Linked DNA regions of Oryctolagus cuniculus: region 2 is linked to region 1. A link is a contact called in public Hi-C data. All regions are on one chromosome and are shown on one strand. The core of a region is the stretch at or near the end of the contact, and the rest is flanking DNA. Distances in the headings are between cores, read along the strand shown. Region 1 has its middle 100 kb from the start of SLC24A2. Region 2 overlaps MLLT3 (MLLT3 super elongation complex subunit).

Evidence for each region. Hi-C and Micro-C count contacts between places; a contact is called where the count stands out from the background.
Region 2: a Hi-C map of an unstated tissue shows a contact between it and region 1, with 2.5 times the contacts expected there. The contact joins two enhancer-like sites. A contact is called at or near these places in 2 of 6 Hi-C or Micro-C datasets (ear pinna and an unstated tissue).

The regions. Positions count from the first base shown.
Region 1 is chr1:182,825,232-182,830,385 of mOryCun1.1, reverse strand. No RefSeq gene overlaps it. Among named protein-coding and RNA genes, the nearest start is that of SLC24A2, 100 kb to the right of the region's middle. Within about 2 kb of position 2,870, at least 2 of the 8 cell types and tissues checked have an H3K27ac peak or open chromatin away from gene starts, as enhancers often do.
Region 2 is chr1:183,606,050-183,611,203 of mOryCun1.1, reverse strand. The region is part of intron 2 of MLLT3 (MLLT3 super elongation complex subunit); the gene reads left to right. Among named protein-coding and RNA genes, the nearest start is that of FOCAD, 49 kb to the left of the region's middle. Within about 2 kb of position 2,958, at least 1 of the 8 cell types and tissues checked has an H3K27ac peak or open chromatin away from gene starts, as enhancers often do.

The DNA.
Region 1 (5,154 bases), core at 1,621-4,120:
GAATTGACTTCACTTGAAGTCTGATCTTCATGGAGACTGAGCCTGGTATAGCCAGAAAAGCTAGGCTGGTTCTTTCTTACCACATTCAAAAGCCCGTTTTTTGTTTAGTTTAGTTTAGTTTGCTTTTTTGTTTTTTGTTAAGAGCCAAATGAGCTCAAAGATAGCAATTACAGGGCAGCCAACAGAGTCTCATTGAGATAAGAGAGCAGGAAGGTGCTAGGAGGGTTGGTGGTGGCTTTGGTGAAAAAAGTCATTTCACTTTGTGTTTTACTCTTTTTTTGACAGGAAAAGTTAGACAGTGAGAGAGATACAGAGAGAAAGGTCTTCCTTCCATTGGTTCACCCCCCATATAGTCGCTACAATGGCACGCTGCACCTACCTGAAGCCAGGAGCCAGGTGCTTCCTCCTAGTCTCCCATGCAGGTGCAGGGGCCCAAGCACTTGGGCCATCCTCCACTGCCCTCCCGGGCCACAGCAGAGAGCTGTCCTGGAAGAGGAGCAACCGGGACAGAATCCAGTGCCCCAACCGGGACTAGAACCCTGGGGTGCTGGCACCGCAGGCGGAGGATTAGCCTAGTGAGCTGCGCTCTGGCCCGTGTTTTACTCTTCATCTAGTCTTCATGTCTCCCTGTTTGTTCACCCTGAGCCCAAACTTAGGAAGTTAATTTCTGCAGACATGGAAAGGTATTGCTCTGGGCTGACTGATGGCAGAACTGTTGGCTGTTGGGGAGGACTCACTTGAGGAAAGGACCCCCTTCTGAGCAGCGATGCCTGTGAAAGTTCCCTGGATTCATTGTGCATTTCACACAAGCTCTTGCAAATCCATGTTGTAGAATTTCAGCTCCAAGCAGGGTGCTAATAGAATTTTCTATGGCATGACCCTTGAAAGAAGCAAAGACAATTAGTTATTCCCTCTCCAGCAGTCCTCTCAGATGCCCTAAGATCACTGCTAATGTCAAAGTTAGCAGGTGGAGGGCACCTACTTGCTGAGAAAGTGTCTACACATTGGGCCCACTGATAGACAGCTGTCTAGACCAGTGATGAAAAACTAACCGAGTTAGCATTCCAGAAGTTGCAGGAGACATAAGCTACAGAAGCAGAGGAGCAGAGAGCAAGAGCATTAGTGGTATCCCCAAAAGCAGTGGTCATGGTAGAGTCCTCGAGAAATGAGCACCTGATATCTGAGGCTGGAGACGCTTCAATAGCACAACCACCCCAAATAAGCTTTCACATCTCAGCTGGCTGAGGAGGAAATCCTGGCCTCTCAGCCATTCTGTTTTCCTTGCTCCTCTACAGGTAGTTTCATAGTAATTCCCACTGCCTGAGTGGATTGGATATGTCTCCTTGTTCTTCATACTGCACAGCCAACTAACTGCTCTACTCCTTCATGAGGATGAACATGACACATGAACGTGGCAAATGAGCCAAACGCCATCTCTTTGTTCATTACCCTCGCTATCCTCTCCTTTGAGAAATGATCCCAACCAGGTTAAGCTGCTGCTTGCGATGCATGCATCCCATATCAAAATGCTGGTTCCAATCCTGGCTGCTCTGTTTCTGATCCAGCTATTGTGCCTGAAAAGGCAGCTGAAGATGGATCCCTGATACCCATGTGGGAGCCAAGGATGGAGTTCCAGGATCCTGGCTTCAGCCTGGTTCAGACCTGGCTGCTGCAACCATTCGGGGAGTGAACTGCAGATGGAAGGTTCTTCTCCCTCTCCTACTTCCTTTCCCTCTCTCTCCCCCTCCCTCTCCTACTCTCTGTATTTTTGCCTCTGCCTCTCTCTCTCCATCTCTGTAGTTCTGCATTTCAAATAAATAAATAAAAAAGAAATGATCCCAAGCAGCTCCCTACTAATGGTTCTCCATGGGGAGACATTTGGCAGATTGCATTCTCCATAATGTGATAACTATACACTTGATCTTAGCCAAAAGACCAAGAAGTGATATGTGACCACTATAATATCCTTCACCCAACATTTTCTTCCACAATGTGAGCTTGTCCTTCCTGTATGCAGGTGGGAAGGCTTGTGAGTATCACCCAGAAGACTGCTGAAGTGCTACTGTGAGATTTCCAAGATTGGGAAAAGAATGGCAAAGGGACCTGCCCCCTTGCTGTGCAACTGTCTGGGTATGGAGGGTATAGAGCCACGTCAGGGCAGGTTCCAAGAGGGGTGACCATTTTTCTTCATCATGGCTATGGTACCATACCTCCTCTGTTCTAAGATGTTGTTTATTTAAGAAATATCATCAATTCAATGAAGGGTTTGGGGGAACAAATGACTCACCACTACCATATCAAATGTATCATCTATTACGAGATTCATTAAAAGGAACATTGACATGTGAAACAAATGCATGAGCTGCAAAGAAATGCAGTGAGTCCTTCAGCGTGCCTGGACAGCTTTGAATACATCAGAAGAGTACTGAGATCTTCCATTGTCCCCTGTGTGTGCCAGCAAGGCTGACTTCTCCACGAGGCACAGTGCCTACGGCCCACAGTACATTCAGACAGCCACAAAAATATTTCCCTTTCTTAATATCAAAAGAATAAAGTGTCCTTCAGGGTACAATAAAATGTTTTAAAATGTGACAACAATATATTCATTTTTAGATCAACATATTCAAAAATATGATTATTAACACTGAAGAGTTAATACTGAGTACGTTTTATGGAGGGAAGTCATCACACAGTTGAGTTGTCTTTGCCCACCTGCTAAAGAGACTCGGACATGTATAGGCTCTCCTTTTTTGCTCCCTCAATATCCAGATAAAAAGGAATCCCAGGGGGATTTTTTTTCCCACTCAGTACTTCCATATTTGGAATCTAGATGGCTCCATTGCTCTAAAGTTAGCCTGCGATGTGATGTGATTTACAATGACTGTTAGGAAGCTCTCTATGTCTCCTGTGGCGCAGGCAGAGGTTACTTTGGGTAGAGATAGCGTGATGTGTGCACAGCTGGAGGTAGGCCTGGGATTTTTCATGGCTGTCATTCTTTTAAACTCTCAGTCCCCGAGGATAATCAATGGAAAGTAAAACCTGGCCATTTTAAACTCCACTTGAATTATTGAGCATGCAGGCATGAAAAATTTAAATGTCTAGGAAAATAAATAGGGTACATAAAAAGATTTTATTGAATTTCTGCAAATCAGGGAAGAATAGTAAATGGCTGCTTTTTTTTTTTTTTAAGCATACTTGGAAGTCCCTGCCATTTATTGGGAGATCTCTAGACTCCATTGAAAATCGTGGATTCAAATAGTTAGGGACCAAACCAGCAGAGAAAAATACAACTCTCTGAAGCTATTTCATACTCAGGGAGATGGCTTATAAAATTTTTGAGTAGAACAATAAATTTTCCACTTTCAGAATTCTTAGCCTAGTCTTTTAGACTAGATGGTTGCTCATGAAACAATAGAAACAGCTTAAATCATCCAACTTTATTTTCTCTAGCTGTCTGGGGAAGGGTGTCCATGCCAATGTGTACAAATAAAAGCAGGTGAATCTAAGCATGTTTAAGGAGCTTAAAAACCCACTCAGGCCATCCTAGGGACAGCAGTTTCATTTCTAATATTCCTGCTTTTAAACAGAAGCTTCTTAACCCTTTTCCTCCCTCTTGACCACTTGGATTGGTGATTTGTTCCTATTGTATTCAATTAAAATTCTGTATAAATAATAGATGTCTTTTCTGCAATGTGAATTGCCAGTGACGCTTAGGGCCTCTTGTCTGGGAAGTATCAAGCTTGGCAGTTAAAGAAACAATGCAAGGGGTAGAAAGAGGCTTTGCGCCTGCCATGGAGTTCCCTGGGGAAACCGGTGCTTAAGTGTTGTGTTATCTCTAGGGAAAAAACAAGACTCAACTAAATTGTTTCCAAATACATTCAGGTGAGGAGTTTAAATACTCCCCACAAATGATAAAGTGAAGTTTATATGTATGAATAGGAAACAGATTTTTATCTTTCAACCGAAGTGAGGTAACTTAAAACTTCACATAGCATGGCAAGTTCTAAATGTTTAATGAATTAAAAACTATTTTAAAATGATACCCGGTACTAGTAAATGAAAATGAGGAAACACAGGTAAGTGGTAACTGTTTACTATAGGTGTACTGTTGGAAACAGGTTGATAACTGACTTTGGAGCACTCAACTAATGAATATGAATAAGCAGCACATGATCTATGTCAACACTCTTCTAAGCTTATTACCTATTTCAACTCACTCAATTCTCATAATAACCCTAAAAAGCTGGGTAATGTCATTATCTCCCTCTTACAGATGAGAAAACCGAGGCCCTGAGAGATCAAATAGCTTGTCCAAGGTCATAGATGAGTAGGGGCTGACATGGTTTGAACTCAGTTTGGTTTCAGACTCTAATATTGCCACTACAATTTCCTGCCTCTCAAAGCCCATTCCAGAATGTTGCAGACTCTGTATACGCTCTGTGCACAGACTTAGAACGCCCTGTTTGGAGAGGCTGTCAGTTTCTGGGTCCTCTCCTGGGTCCCAGATACTCATCACCCAGGCTGGTGGGAGTGCTGCCCCAGGAGCCCTCAAGGAATGATTTCCCGAAGATGCTGAATAGATACCAGCTCTAGGTGGGCTCCTCTCTGTATCTCTGAGGGTCCCAGTTGATGAGCCCGCAATGATAATTTGATCTTTAATGTACTGTGTGCTGGTTTCCTCCCCTTCCTTGTTTACCAAGTTACTTCAATGGTAGAAATTCCCAAGATCTCCTCCCAAATCAACTGCTGGCATTCAAATCCAGGGCTTCGCATATGATCCCAAACTAAGATAAAAACTTTGTATCTTGAAAAATCACAAATGCTAAATTAATCATTGGTAAATGTGAAATTGTCCTAAAATTGACTCTATTTCTTTCTACCAGGCTTAGTTGATTAAAAAATGAACCAGTCTGCAAGAAATTTAAAAAGAATACCAAAATGTTTTAAATAATTCTGAGTAATTGCAGGAGATAATTTATTTTTAAGCTGATATACTTAAATGGATAAATTTGAAAAACTGTTTAACATAAGTTGGCCTTTTTAAAAAAGACTTATATATTTATTTATTTGCAAGGCAGAGTTACAGAGAGAGAGAGAGGGAAAGACAGAGAGAAATCTTCCATCCGCTAGTTCACTCTCCAAGTGGCTGCAACG
Region 2 (5,154 bases), core at 1,709-4,208, 780 kb before region 1:
GGACTTGAAGGTAGCAAATATTTATTGCTTGCCCGAACTTCAGTCAGGCTTCTGAATCTACTGTTAGGCACATCTGTGTATCTCTCTCTCTAATACTTAGTTTTAGCAAAAATGTCCCATACTCAATATCTGATCAGGCTCCTCATCTTCTACCACTCTCAGGTAATGTCTGACCACCCTGGCTTATCTTTAGCAAGAATCCTGCTTGGTCAGTTTAGCCAGAATGTACCTTAATCTTGATATTTCCTCTTAATAATTTTCCAGACCCTACCCGCAACTCTGCGACTTAGCTTAGATTCTCATGTGTACATGCTGTACTTGGAGTTGAGCCCATCTCTTTGCTTCACTGTAAGAATCCATTGCATGGTCCCTGTGCTATCTTGATGGCTCTGAATGAAATCTTCCTTCCTGTGCTTGAGCAAGCATCACTGAATACTTTTTCTTTAGCAATAGTGAGCATTTTAAGCTTTATAGGCTCTATGATTTTTGTTGTAATTCTTCCTTTCTTGCAGCACAAAAGCAGCCATGAGATAATATGCAAACTAATGAGCTTTGCTGTGTTCTAACAAAATTTTATTTATAGACACTGAAATTTGAATTTCAAATAGTTTCCCCATGTCATGAAATATGCTTTTTTAAACTTTCACTTAACTATCTAAACTATTTAACTATTTAAAGCTTTTCTTAACTCAAATAGACTTAGAAACTGATTTGACCTCCTAGCCATAATTTGCCTGCCATAGATTACCTGCATGTGTTCTCTATCAGCACTAGGATCCTTGAGATGAGATTATCTTCAGTGCTATAAAAAGGGCTTCTATGGTAAGGCTGGGTGACTGAATGACTGGAATGGTGGAGAAGGCTATAGGTAACTGAGGCATGCCCAATCTAGTGAGACAACCTGAACTCAGCTCCAGCTGTCTTATTCATACAGATGAACCCTGAGTGGCCAGATCTTCTGATATTTTTTTCCCCAGGATAAGAAGGGAATTTCAATTTTTTATGTAAAAATATCAGAATTTTATATATTGTCCATTATGTTATTTTAAGCAAACAAATAAACCAAAAATTTTGTTCAGGGCAAACAAAATATGTCTTTGGGCTTAGTTTAGCTCTCTGGCCATGCCTTTATATCCTTGGCTTCAGCCATGGAACTTTTTTATGAGAAACCATGGAATTTTTTTTACGAACATGTTTTTCTTTTTGTTTAATTTATATGAGAGGTAGAGAGACAGATAATAAACTGATGTAAATACAGCTCCCATCTGCTGGTTCACTCCCTAAATGCCTGCAATAGCCATAGCCGGGGGGACAGGAGCCAGGAGCCAGAAACTCCATCTAAATCTCCCATGTGGGTGGCCAGAACCCAACTACTTGAGCCATACCTGCTACTTCTATGAGTATGCATTAGCAGAGAGTGGGAATTGGAGGCAGAGTCAGGATTGGAACCCAGGTACTCTGATATAGGATGATGGGTAACTTAACCATAAGACTAAATGTCTGCCCCGCATTTTCCTTAAACCTTACAGATAAAAGTTACTGGTGTTTCTGATTTTTATGTGTCTTCCCCAAATAATTATAGTGTGGCATAATTTTATTACTTCAAGTTCTCAAGGATGATTGTTTTTTAAAAATATTTTTTCTTAATAAACAATCATTTGGCCGGCGCCGCGGCTCACTAGGCTAATCCTCCGCCTAGCGGCGCCGGCACACCGGGTTCTAGTCCCGGTCGGGGCGCCGGATTCTGTCCCGGTTGCCCCTCTTCCAGGCCAGCCCTCTGCTGTGGCCAGGGAGTGCAGTGGAGGATGGCCCAGGTGCTTGGGCCCTGCACCCCATGGGAGACCAGGAAAAGCACCTGGCTCCTGGCTCCTGCCATCGGATCAGCGCGGTGCGCCGGCCGCAGCGCGCCAGCCGCGGCGGCCATTGGAGGGTGAACCAACGGCAAAAGGAAGACCTTTCTCTCTGTCTCTCTCTCTCACTGTCCACTCTGCCTGTCACAAAAAAAAAAAAAAAAAAAAATAAACAATCATAATTACTATATGAGCATTTTTCCTCTAATTTCATATAGGTTCCTCATTTCATAGTTTTATTCTTTGTGAAAATGCATCATTTCCTGAAAATGGCTTTTAACTGAGTGGTGGTTGAAAACTGCCATGACTCAAAGAGGCCAGACTTTTATTTTAGCTTTACTTTTTGAAAGTGAATGCACACTTAGAAAATTATGTGTATTCACTGAAAGAAAGAAACTAACAAGCATAAAAGCTGATTTTGTGGCAGTATGGTTTGGAAGTGGCATTTGCCCCCATGGTTCACATTCTGGAAGCTTGATGCCCTGTGTGGTGATGTTAAGAGGTGGTGGGACCTTCAAGAGGAGGGGCCTACTAGAAGGAGATTTACCTGGGATGCAGACCTTGGAAGGAATTACTGTAGCCCATTTGGGAACCTAGTTAGCCTTTGGAGAGAGTTACGATAAAAGAGCAAGACTAGCCCCTCCCACATCTCCTTAGCTTCTTATCTTACCATGTGATCTCTCTCTCTCAAACATGTTTCCACCATGATGCCATCTCCTGTGATGTGATGTGGTTAAGGAGGCCATGGCCAGAAACAGAACCAGAACTGGAACTGTGAGCTAAATAAACTTCTTTTCTTTATAAAGTACCCAGCCTCAGGTATTTTGTTATAGCATGGAAAACAGACTAACACATGGATTTTGAAAAATATTGCTTCTACTTTTAGTTTAAAAGTTAGTTTTAGGCCAGCTTTATTCCTTTAAATACAGTTTGTACTATTAGCTTAATGAAAAACTTCTGCAGCGCTCCCCCCCCCACCACCACCACTATTTGTACGAGAAAATAAGATGTCTCAAGTTTGTTATTTTGGGAATGTCTGCTGTTCTTGAACTCTGCCAATTGGAAACAACCTCTGATGTCAAAGAACTTCCTTTTTGAAAAATGTGGTTGGCGCAGAATTACTTCTGCTCTGCAGTTTTGCCAAGTGGGTTTGCTTATACCCAAGAGTTAAATCATTTTCTCTTTGACATTAAGGAATAGGTTAGCCAATTTATTTTTAGGTCAATACTTTTAAAAGGGAAAAAAACTGCTAAGATTGATTTAATACTCTTTTGTAGCATATTTTTGTAAATCTACATATGAGTTCAATGAACTCTTGACTCCAAATATGTAAAATTAAATAATGAAGCCTCAGCAATTACCTTCAGACCTAATTTTTCAGGTTTTCTACCCATGAAACACTAAGCAGCTTTTCAAAGCAAGCAATATGATAAAAACTGGAATAAAGGAGAAACTAAGGAAGTTGTGTACCATGGCTGCTATAGTAAAAACCAAGTTCAGGAGGGTTCTAAGTTATCCCAACTGTAAAAATGAGGGTCAGTGCATTTTACCCTTGACAGCACTAGTTAATAATCCACTGTAATGATAAATAACCTCACTTATTCATTTCTAAATTTTTATAAAATTCTGTGCCCACATTATCTTATCCATATTATTTCTTTTCTTTAACAAGTAGATTTATCCCAGTAAGTACATTACCTTCAAGAACACAAAAACAATATGCTTGCAAATTTTTGAGTATTGTCTTTTAATAAATGTTCTTGTTTCTCTACATAATTCATGTATTTCTTTCCTGTGCCTTCTCTTTTACCTTACATTTCTCTTTGTTCTTTAACTAACATCACTCCACTCATATTATCTTTACATTGAATTCTATTAAAAGTTGCAAAATTTATTTCTGTGTGCTTTACATATAAGTGTTGTACAACAACTATTTGTTATATAAATCTAACATATAAATATATTAGATATATAAATATAATATAATATTAATATAATATATAATGTTATATAAACATAATATTAGGAAAACTGGTTATTCTTTCTTATTTTATATTTTTCCAACATATTCTGTCAATAGGTTTACAGATTGGTGAACTAAAAAGAGACAAAATGTCATCAACTAATATAGTAATGCCATTTTACTTTCCCCCCAAAAAAACTTTTACTTAAGGTATATAAACTTCACAAATTTCATAAATACAATTTTAGAAACATAGTGATAGTGATTCTTCCCACTGTACCCACCCTCCCACCCCCACCCTTCTTCCTCCTTTCTCTCCTCTTCCCATTCTTATTTTTTACTAAGAGTTATTTTCAATTAACTTTATACACAGCAGTTTAACTCTATACTAAGTAAAGAGTACAACAAATAGTATGAAAAAAATTGTTCCTCAACAGTTTTTTGATTTCTTTTATGACCCACTGTTCATTCAGGAGCATGTTGTTCATCCTCCATGTGTTTGCATATGTTCTAGGTAGTCTTGAGTTACTGATTTTTAGCTTCCTTGCTTTGTGGTCCAAGAAGATGCAGGTTTGATTTTGATTTTTTTTTAATTTGCTGAGACTTGCTTTATGGCCTATTATGTGGTCAATCCTAGGGGAAGTTCCATGCATTGCTGAGAAGAATGTGTGTTCTGCAATGTAAGATGAAAAGTTCTGTAGGTATCTGTTAAGTCCATTTGGTCGATTAACTGTTGTTCCCTTGCTGATTTTCTGTTGGTCCATCTGTCCATTGCTGAAAGTGGAGTATTAAAGTCCCCCATTACTATTGTATAGGAGTCTATGTCTCCCTTTAGATCCATTAACATATCTTTTAAATAACCAGGTGCCCTGTATTGAGGTGTGCATACATTTATTATAGTCACATCTTCCTGTTGAATTGATCCCTTAATCATTGTACAGTGCCCTTCTTTGTCTCTTTTAACAGTTTTTGTGTTAAAGTCTATTTTTTTCCCTGATATTAAGATGGCTACATCAGCTCTTTTTTTGGTTTCTGTTAGCATGGAGTATCTTTTTCCATCCTTTCACTTTCGGTCTGTGTGTATATTTGTTGGTGAGATGTGTTTCTTGTAGGCAGCAAATAGATTTTTTTTTTCATTTATCCAGTCTGTATCTTTTAATTAGAGAATTGACAACATTTACATTCAAGGTGACTACTGATAAGTAATGACATGGCCCTGCCATTTTTCCTTAAATATTCCTATTGTTTACTTTGGGTTTCCTCTGTATTTTTACTGGGAGATTTTCTGCCTTCACCTTCTCTCAGAGTGATGACCATGTTTTTGTGTTTCTGTGTACAGCA